Linked DNA regions of Macaca mulatta: region 1 is linked to region 2. Evidence: chromatin contacts called from public Micro-C data. All regions are on one chromosome and are shown on one strand. The core of a region is the stretch at or near the end of the contact, and the rest is flanking DNA. Distances in the headings are between cores, read along the strand shown. Region 1 holds the start of SPEF1 (sperm flagellar 1). Region 2 holds the start of AP5S1 (adaptor related protein complex 5 subunit sigma 1).

What was found. A called contact is a pair of places that touch in the nucleus more often than the background predicts.
Region 1: a contact with region 2 is called in a Micro-C map of CD4 T cells, with 11 times the contacts expected there. The contact joins the promoter of SPEF1 here to the promoter of AP5S1 in region 2. A contact is called at or near these places in 7 of 14 Hi-C or Micro-C datasets (CD4 T cells, blood, cortical neurons and 4 more).

What each region holds. Positions count from the first base shown.
Region 1 is chr10:80,288,784-80,292,383 of T2T-MMU8v2.0, forward strand. SPEF1 (sperm flagellar 1) reads left to right here and starts at 1,365. Exons shown (of 7, transcript NM_001194681.2): 1 at 1,365-1,651; 2 at 3,337-3,448. The coding sequence starts at 1,543.
Region 2 is chr10:80,247,408-80,251,022 of T2T-MMU8v2.0, forward strand. It overlaps AP5S1 (adaptor related protein complex 5 subunit sigma 1), which reads right to left and starts at 1,624. Exons shown (of 3, transcript NM_001194748.1): 1 at 1,390-1,624.

The DNA.
Region 1 (3,600 bases), core at 115-2,614, 41 kb after region 2:
CATGGCCTGCTTGCCCAGGTGCTCCTGTTTAACCCAGCTCCCTCACCGCAGGTTCCAACAAGGCGAATTACTTCCATTTGTCTCCTGTGAAAAAGAACACTTCTTGCTGGAACTGAGACTGTCTCATTAATGATAGTACCAGCTGATACTAATAGGGGCCCTGTTCTGTGCTAAATGCTTTAGATGCTCACAAAGCCCCTATAAGGTAGGTAAAGCCAAGAGAAACCAGGCAGAGGTCTGATCAGGTGCCCAAGGCCACGCGGTTAGTCAAGCTGTTTTCCCATCCTGACTAGAAGTACCTCTTCACTAAGGAGGGACCCATATTCCTAACCCTCCTAAGGGTAGTGCTGTTTTGGAATGAAACTGGGTACTGCAATGAATTTCTTTCTTCCTTTCTTTCTTTCTTTCTTTCTTTTCTTTCTTTTCTTTCTTTTCTTTCTTTTCTTTCTTTTTTGGAGATGGAGTCCCGCTCTGTCACCTAGGCTGGAGTGCAATAGCACGATCTCAGCTCACTGCAACCTTTGACTCCCGGGTTCAGGCGATTCTCTTGCCTCAGCCTCCTCAGTGGCTGGGATTACAGGCACCCGCCACCACACCTGGCTAACATTTTTGCATTTTTAGTAGAGACGGGGTTTTGCCATGTTGGCAAGGCTGGTCTCGAACTACTGAGCTCAGGTGATCTGCTCACCTCGGCCTCCCAAAGTGCTGGGATTACAGGCGTGAGCCACTGTGCCCTGCCTGAAATGAATTTCTAATCCATGGAAGAATAGCTAGCTCATTGATGGGAGATGAGGGGTTTGGGACAAATAAGTGAGAACCATCGTCATTTCACAAAGGAGGAAATGGAGTTAAGAAGTTAAATGACCTGCCCAAGGTACTGGCCTTGAACTCTGGTGTTCTCCCTGGGAGTCTGGGTTACCTATTAAATACCCCACTAGAACACTGCTGGGAAGGGCGAGTGGCGATGACCCCATGAGCATAGAGTTTTGGAGAGGGACGAAGCAGGAAGCAGTTGTACCACGCAATCCAGTTGGGTGGCAGATTATCAACAGTGCACCCCCAAATAAAGCTGACAAACACTGGAGTGCTCCCTTCGTTTGGGACTAAAGGGCTAAAGGGCCAAGAAGCGGAATCCCCACCCTAGGTGTGCAGATGCAGGAATTCTGAGGGTCTGATTGGCTTTGGCTGGTCCCAGAGTGGGTGAGTGACTGGTCAGCAGGTGGCGTGGGCACAGAAGTGATGCTTTCTTGGGAAGAAGAAAAGGACAGCTAACCGCCTTTTCAAAGCTTGGGCCTGAGAGGAGGTAGCGGGGAGGGGATAAAACTACAACTCCCAGAAGTCTTTGCTCCCAGGCGAGGCAGGGGATGGTTTCCATGGTTTCAGAAAACAATATGGCCGCTCCCAGCTGGGACGTGAGTGTCTGGATTAGGCAGGCAGAGGCAGTTACGGGCTTCTGCAGTGGCAAGAAAGGAAGCGCCTGAAGGGTCGTGAGGCTGGGGCTGGACCCGGCACCGCTGGGGCGGCCAGGCCTTGAGGACGCCAATGGCGAGCAGCGTGGACGAGGAGGCGCTGCACCAGCTGTACCTGTGGGTAGACAACATACCTCTGTCCCGGCCCAAGCGAAACCTCTCCCGGGACTTTAGTGATGGAGGTGTGTGCCCCTGTGTGTCTGCATGTTCTGTCCTGTATGTTCGTGTGTGATGGGTCTCTGTGCAAACTCTTTGTGTTTGTGTGCGTGTAGGGGTGGGGAGGAATCTGTCTCCTGGGACTTCAGATTGTAGACGTGTGTGCTTGTTTTCTATTTGCATCTGTGTGTGAACGATGTGTGCCCATATATGTATGTCTACATGTTCTATCCTGCGTGCATGTGGGGGGATGTGCCTCTAACTCCCTCCAGGGACATTAGTGATTAAGATATGTGTCTGCATATTTATTTGTGCATTTCTGTATGTGCTCACTCATTGCTATGTGTTCTATATTTGACTTGTGGGAGTCTGAGTATGTGTGTGTTCACATGTGTGTGTTCATATGTGTGTTGACATGTTTAGTCCTGTATTTGTGGGGGTTTGTGTGCTTGTGTTTCTTTGTGCTTGTGAAGGTGTTTGTGTTTCTAGGAATGTCTCCTGGGGTCTCAGTGACACAAATACTTACCTGTCATCTCATGTCAAGTACTTCTGTGCATCTCTATATTTGGGGAGGCTGTGTGCATATGTGGCTTTTTGTGCTTCTGTTTATGTGTGTTTTACATGTGTGCCTAGCATGTGTTTGTTCTATGTGTCTACACATTCTGCCCTATGTATCTATATGTAGAGAGATCTTATCACATGTGTCTCTGCTTATGTGACTCTTTTACTCTCCTGGAACTGTGGTGTTGGAGTGTGTGTGTGTGTATCATGCATCCATGTGAATTCCCTGGGCTCCTGAAAGCCTCTCTTGGAGACTTGTTCTCTCTCTCTCTCTCTCTCTCTTTTTTTTTTCTTGTTGCCCAGGCTGGAGTGCAGTGGCATGATCTCAGCTCACTGCAACCTCCACCTTCTAAGTTCAAGCGATTCTTCTGCCTCAGCCACCCAAGTAGCTGGGATTACATGCACCACCACACCCAGCTAATTATTGTTTTTTTTTTTTTTTTTTTTTTTTTTTGAGACAGAGTCTTGCTCTGTCACCCAGGCTGGAGCGCAGTGGCCGGATCTCGGCTCACTGCAAGCTCCGCCTCCCGGGTTTACGCCATTCTCCTGCCTCAGCCTCCCGAGTAGCTGGGACTACAGGCGCCCGCCACCTCGCCCGGTTAGTTTTTTGTATTTTTTAGTAGAGACGGGGTTTCACTGTGTTAGCCAGGATGGTCTCGATCTCCTGACCTCGTGATCCGCCCATCTCGGCCTCCCAAAGTGCTGGGATTACAGGCTTGAGCCACCAAGCCCGGCCTAATTATTGTATTTTTAGTAGAGATGGGGTTTCACCATGTTGGCCAGGCTGTTCTCGAACTCCTGGCTTCGGGTGATACGCCTGCCTCAGCCTCCCAAAATGTTGGGATTATAGATGTGAGCCACTGTGCTGGCTGACTCATTCTCTACTAGAGGACCAGGGACTCAGTATTCCCGTTCCTAAATTCATGGGGAAGGGATGCAGCTCCTCTGAGGTATGCTGGAGACTTAGTCTCCTCTACCTATGACTAATCTTAATGTTTTTGTCTCCCTCCTTATCCTTCCCCTTTCTGCATCTCCACCCCTCCATTGGGTTCCACTGCTCTGCCATGCCTGATTCTCCCACCCACCTTCTCTCCCCTCTTTCTTCCTTACCCATGCCCCCACCTTCCATATCTGCTCCCCTCTCCCTCAGTCCTAGTTGCAGAGGTCATCAAGTTTTACTTCCCCAAGATGGTGGAGATGCACAATTATGTCCCCGCCAACTCTCTCCAGCAGAAACTCAGCAACTGGGGTCATCTGAACAGGTAACAGAATACCTGGGTGCAGGAGTGGGAATCTCTAGTCCCCACTCTGGGTTCCCAGGAAGGACTACCCCAGCCCCATCATCTCCTATGGTCTTGGTTGCCCAGGCTGAGACTGTTTTGGTGGCAGGGTGGGGAGGGTCAACGCAGACAGA
Region 2 (3,615 bases), core at 374-2,873:
GAGACGGGCGGATCACGAGGTCAGGAGATCGAGACCATCCTGGCTAACACGGTGAAACCCCGTCTCTACTAAAAAATACAAAAAACTAGCCGGGCGAGGTGGCGGGCGCCTGTAGTCCCAGCTACTCGGGAGGCTGAGGCAGGAGAATGGCGTGAACCCGGGAGGCGGAGCTTGCAGTGAGCTGAGATCCGGCCACTGCACTCCGGCCTGGGCGACAGAGCGAGATTCCGTCTCAAAAAAAAAAAAACAAAAACAAAACACCTCAGACATACACAAGCAGAATAGGCATAAACTGAAAAAACAAACAAAAACCTCAGACAACCCTAAACCTAGTTCTACAAAACAACAGGAATCTTCAAAAGCGTCAAGGTCATGAGGTCATGGAAAACCTGAGAAGCTGCGCCAGACTGAAGGAAACTGAAGAGACCATATAGCTGAATGCAACGTGTGCTCCTGGATCGGGTCCTGAACCAAGAAAAGGGTAATTTGGGCCAGGTGTGGTGACTCACGCCTGTAATCCCAGCATCTTGGGAGGCCTAGGTGGGCGGATCACTTGAGGTCAGGTGTCTGAGACCAGCCTGCCCATCTCTACTAAAAATAAACTAGCCAGGAATGGTGGCGCATAGTTGTAACCCCAGCTACTTGAGAGGCTGAAGCCAGAGAACCGCTTGAACCCGGGAGGGGAGGCTGCAGTGAGCCGAGATCGCACCACTGCACTTCAGCCTGGGCGACAGAGCGAGACTGTCTCAAAAAAAAAAAAAAAAAAAAAAAGAAAAATAAAAGGATAATTTCCATAAAGGGCATTATTAGGACACTAATAAAAACATTTAAAAACATTTAAATATGGCCTATGGGTCAGAAAAAGTCTTGATCAATGTTACCCGATTTTGAATGCAGGCGCTTGTCCTTGTTTTTAGAAAACAAACACGGATGTGCCTCTAAATATGGAGGCAAAGGGATTTCATATCTGCAACTAACTCACATGGTCCAGGGAAGAAAAAAGGCAGAGAGAAAAACAGAGGAAATCATAAGGTAAATACGGTAAAAGAGGTTACAACTCGTGAATCTCATCAAAGTGCATACAGGAGTTACTTGAAACTGTCTCAAAATAAAAACTAAATAATAGTAATGGTTATCTGGCTGGCTCAGTGGCCGGCCCGGGAGTTGAAAGACGGCAGGTACAGTCAGTGGATATCTGTAACTAAGGCTAAATAGACCGTCAGTTTAAACTAGTCAAAGAGCAGGTTCGCAAAGGCACTTCGACAACCGGAGCCCAGCACCTGGACGCTGACCTCCGCGACCCTCCAGCCGCAGGAAGAGCGCGTCATCACTCCGCGCCGCCGCGTCCCCCCTTCTACCAGAGAAATGGTAGCGGTCAAGATAGCTTACGACACTGCCTCCGTAACCCTGCGGCGCAATGCACTTCGGGGGTTGTAGTTTCTTATTCCGGTCAGCCAGGCCTAAATGGGGCACCCCGCCCTGAGTGTGTTGCCCCTGCAGCTCCGGTCCGCTGTCGTCGAGGCGTCGCCTCACCCTTCCTTCCGGGCCCGCGGACTGCCAACAAGCACTCCCTTCGGTGGCAGGAGAGCAATGGCGGCTGCGCGGCCTGTAGGCGCCTGCGCACGTCGGTCGCGGGCGCGCCCGCCAGCTGACGCCATCGGGTTGGGCGGAGCGCTCACGTCCAGGGCGGTGCTGTGGGAGCCAGGTGCCGGCTGCATCTTCCGATGCTTGGACCCTCGGAGTGGGCTGGCCTCGCAGAGGGACAGAAACCCTCTTTCCCCAAGCTGCCGGCAGAAATCATGCTCGTCACTCCTGTTGCGGGCTCAAAGCGTTCCCGCTCGAAGCCCTAGACCAGCCGAGCCCCAGGCTGCCGACCCCAGCGACCGCGAGGGGGCGCTGCGGCCCGGAGCGCGGAGTCCGCGGAAAAGGCCGGGGCCTGGTTGTCCCCGGAGGGAGGGGCGCGTGGCCTGCGGCCTTAGGAGGCTCGGGGGCGGGCGGCGGGTGGACCTAGGCCGAGCCGCACAGCTACGGGCTGCGTCTGAGTTCTTACCTGGCCAACATGCGTGAGAATTACTGAGGCATCAGTTCAAATGTACATTCCTGGGCTGTACCCCCGGAAATTATGACTTTGGAGGTAAATATGTATATTTAGGTACATGTGTATTTTGCGCGGATTTTTAATACAAATATGTGTATTTTGCGCGGATTCTGAATGTATGGGTTCCTGCAGCGGGTTAATGCTGGCACTCGGTTCGGCGCAGAACGATTCGAACGCTGCTTCCGAACTCTCACTGTCTCTCTGGCAGATCTGTCCATTTCATTGGGCCCCAGTGAAACTTTGTAGAGTGTCACCCAGGGCGAACGCTTAGTAGGGCTGATCAGCAAGCCCCCTTCTTGACTGGAGGCCATCAAAACAACAGGGAAGAGGTTTATATCTTAAACCTGAAAGGGGCACTCTGGCACTAACCCGTAGAGCCTTACAATGGGGTAAAAGCCCCAACTTGGAGGCTTGGCCTGTTGGTGTTAGGGGGCCCCACAAGGCCTGCCTGGGCCTCGCTGACTGACTTGCATGTTCCCCCAGCCACCACCACCACCACCACCCACTCCCACAGCGACCATGAAGGTGCACCTCCTTTATCTCTTGGCATGTGAATGGCTTCAGCCTTGTCCCCCAGATGTGCCTCGGAGCCTCCCCCACTGACTGTTCCCCCAGCCTAGAATTCCCTTTCCTGGCTTTTTGTCTTTTTTTTTCTTTCTTTCTTTCTTTTTTTTTTTTTTTGCAGCCTCCCTGCCCCTTCCCACCAGCAGTGCTCCTGCCTCAGCCCACCAAGTAGCTGGGACTACAGGCAGGCAACACACCCAGCTAATTTAAATTTTTTTGTAGAGATAGGGTCTCACTGTATTGCCCAGGCTGGTCTCGAACTCCTAGGCTCAAGTGATCCTCCTGCTTCTCCCCCACAAAGTGTTAGGATTGCAGGCATGAGTCTCAGTGCCTGGCCTTTCCTGTCCTTTTAATTGCCCTTGCAGATATATACTCAGACCAAATGGGAGGAAGGCTTCCTGCTCAGGCTGCCCATTGGCATTCAACTGCGGCCTGTGCACCCCTGTGAAGGTCTCACCAGTACTGCTGATGGCTTCCATCTTCGCTCCCCAGGGCCATGCACAATGCAGGACTGGAGCCAACTTGAACGAGCTCTTTGCTGACAAGAAAGGAGTACAGGGCAGGGTGGCCCAGGCAGGGATCCTAGAGCAGCACCCCCTGAGAAAGTGCACTCTGGGCCCCTTCAGCCATAGGAGCCAGGGTAGGTTAGGAGGTGGCCGAAGGGAAGCTGCAGGTGGCCAGGGCCTGGCCAAAGCCTGTGACAACACATAAATATGTGTGTGGGTGTTGCGGCAAGCCCAGAGACTGTGGGGCCTCAGCTACAAAGCTGGGGAGTGATGTTGGCACAGCTCCTGGTCCCCAGTCCTTATCGCTCTCAGCCAGGGCTTGTGTCTGCCAGCTGATTACAGCAGAGAGCTAGCAAGGAGAGGGCTCTGGTTGCTGGGGGCCACCTGGCATCTGGAACACAGTTTCCCAGCCTCTGTCCACTCCTTAGGCAGTGAGTCAACACCAAG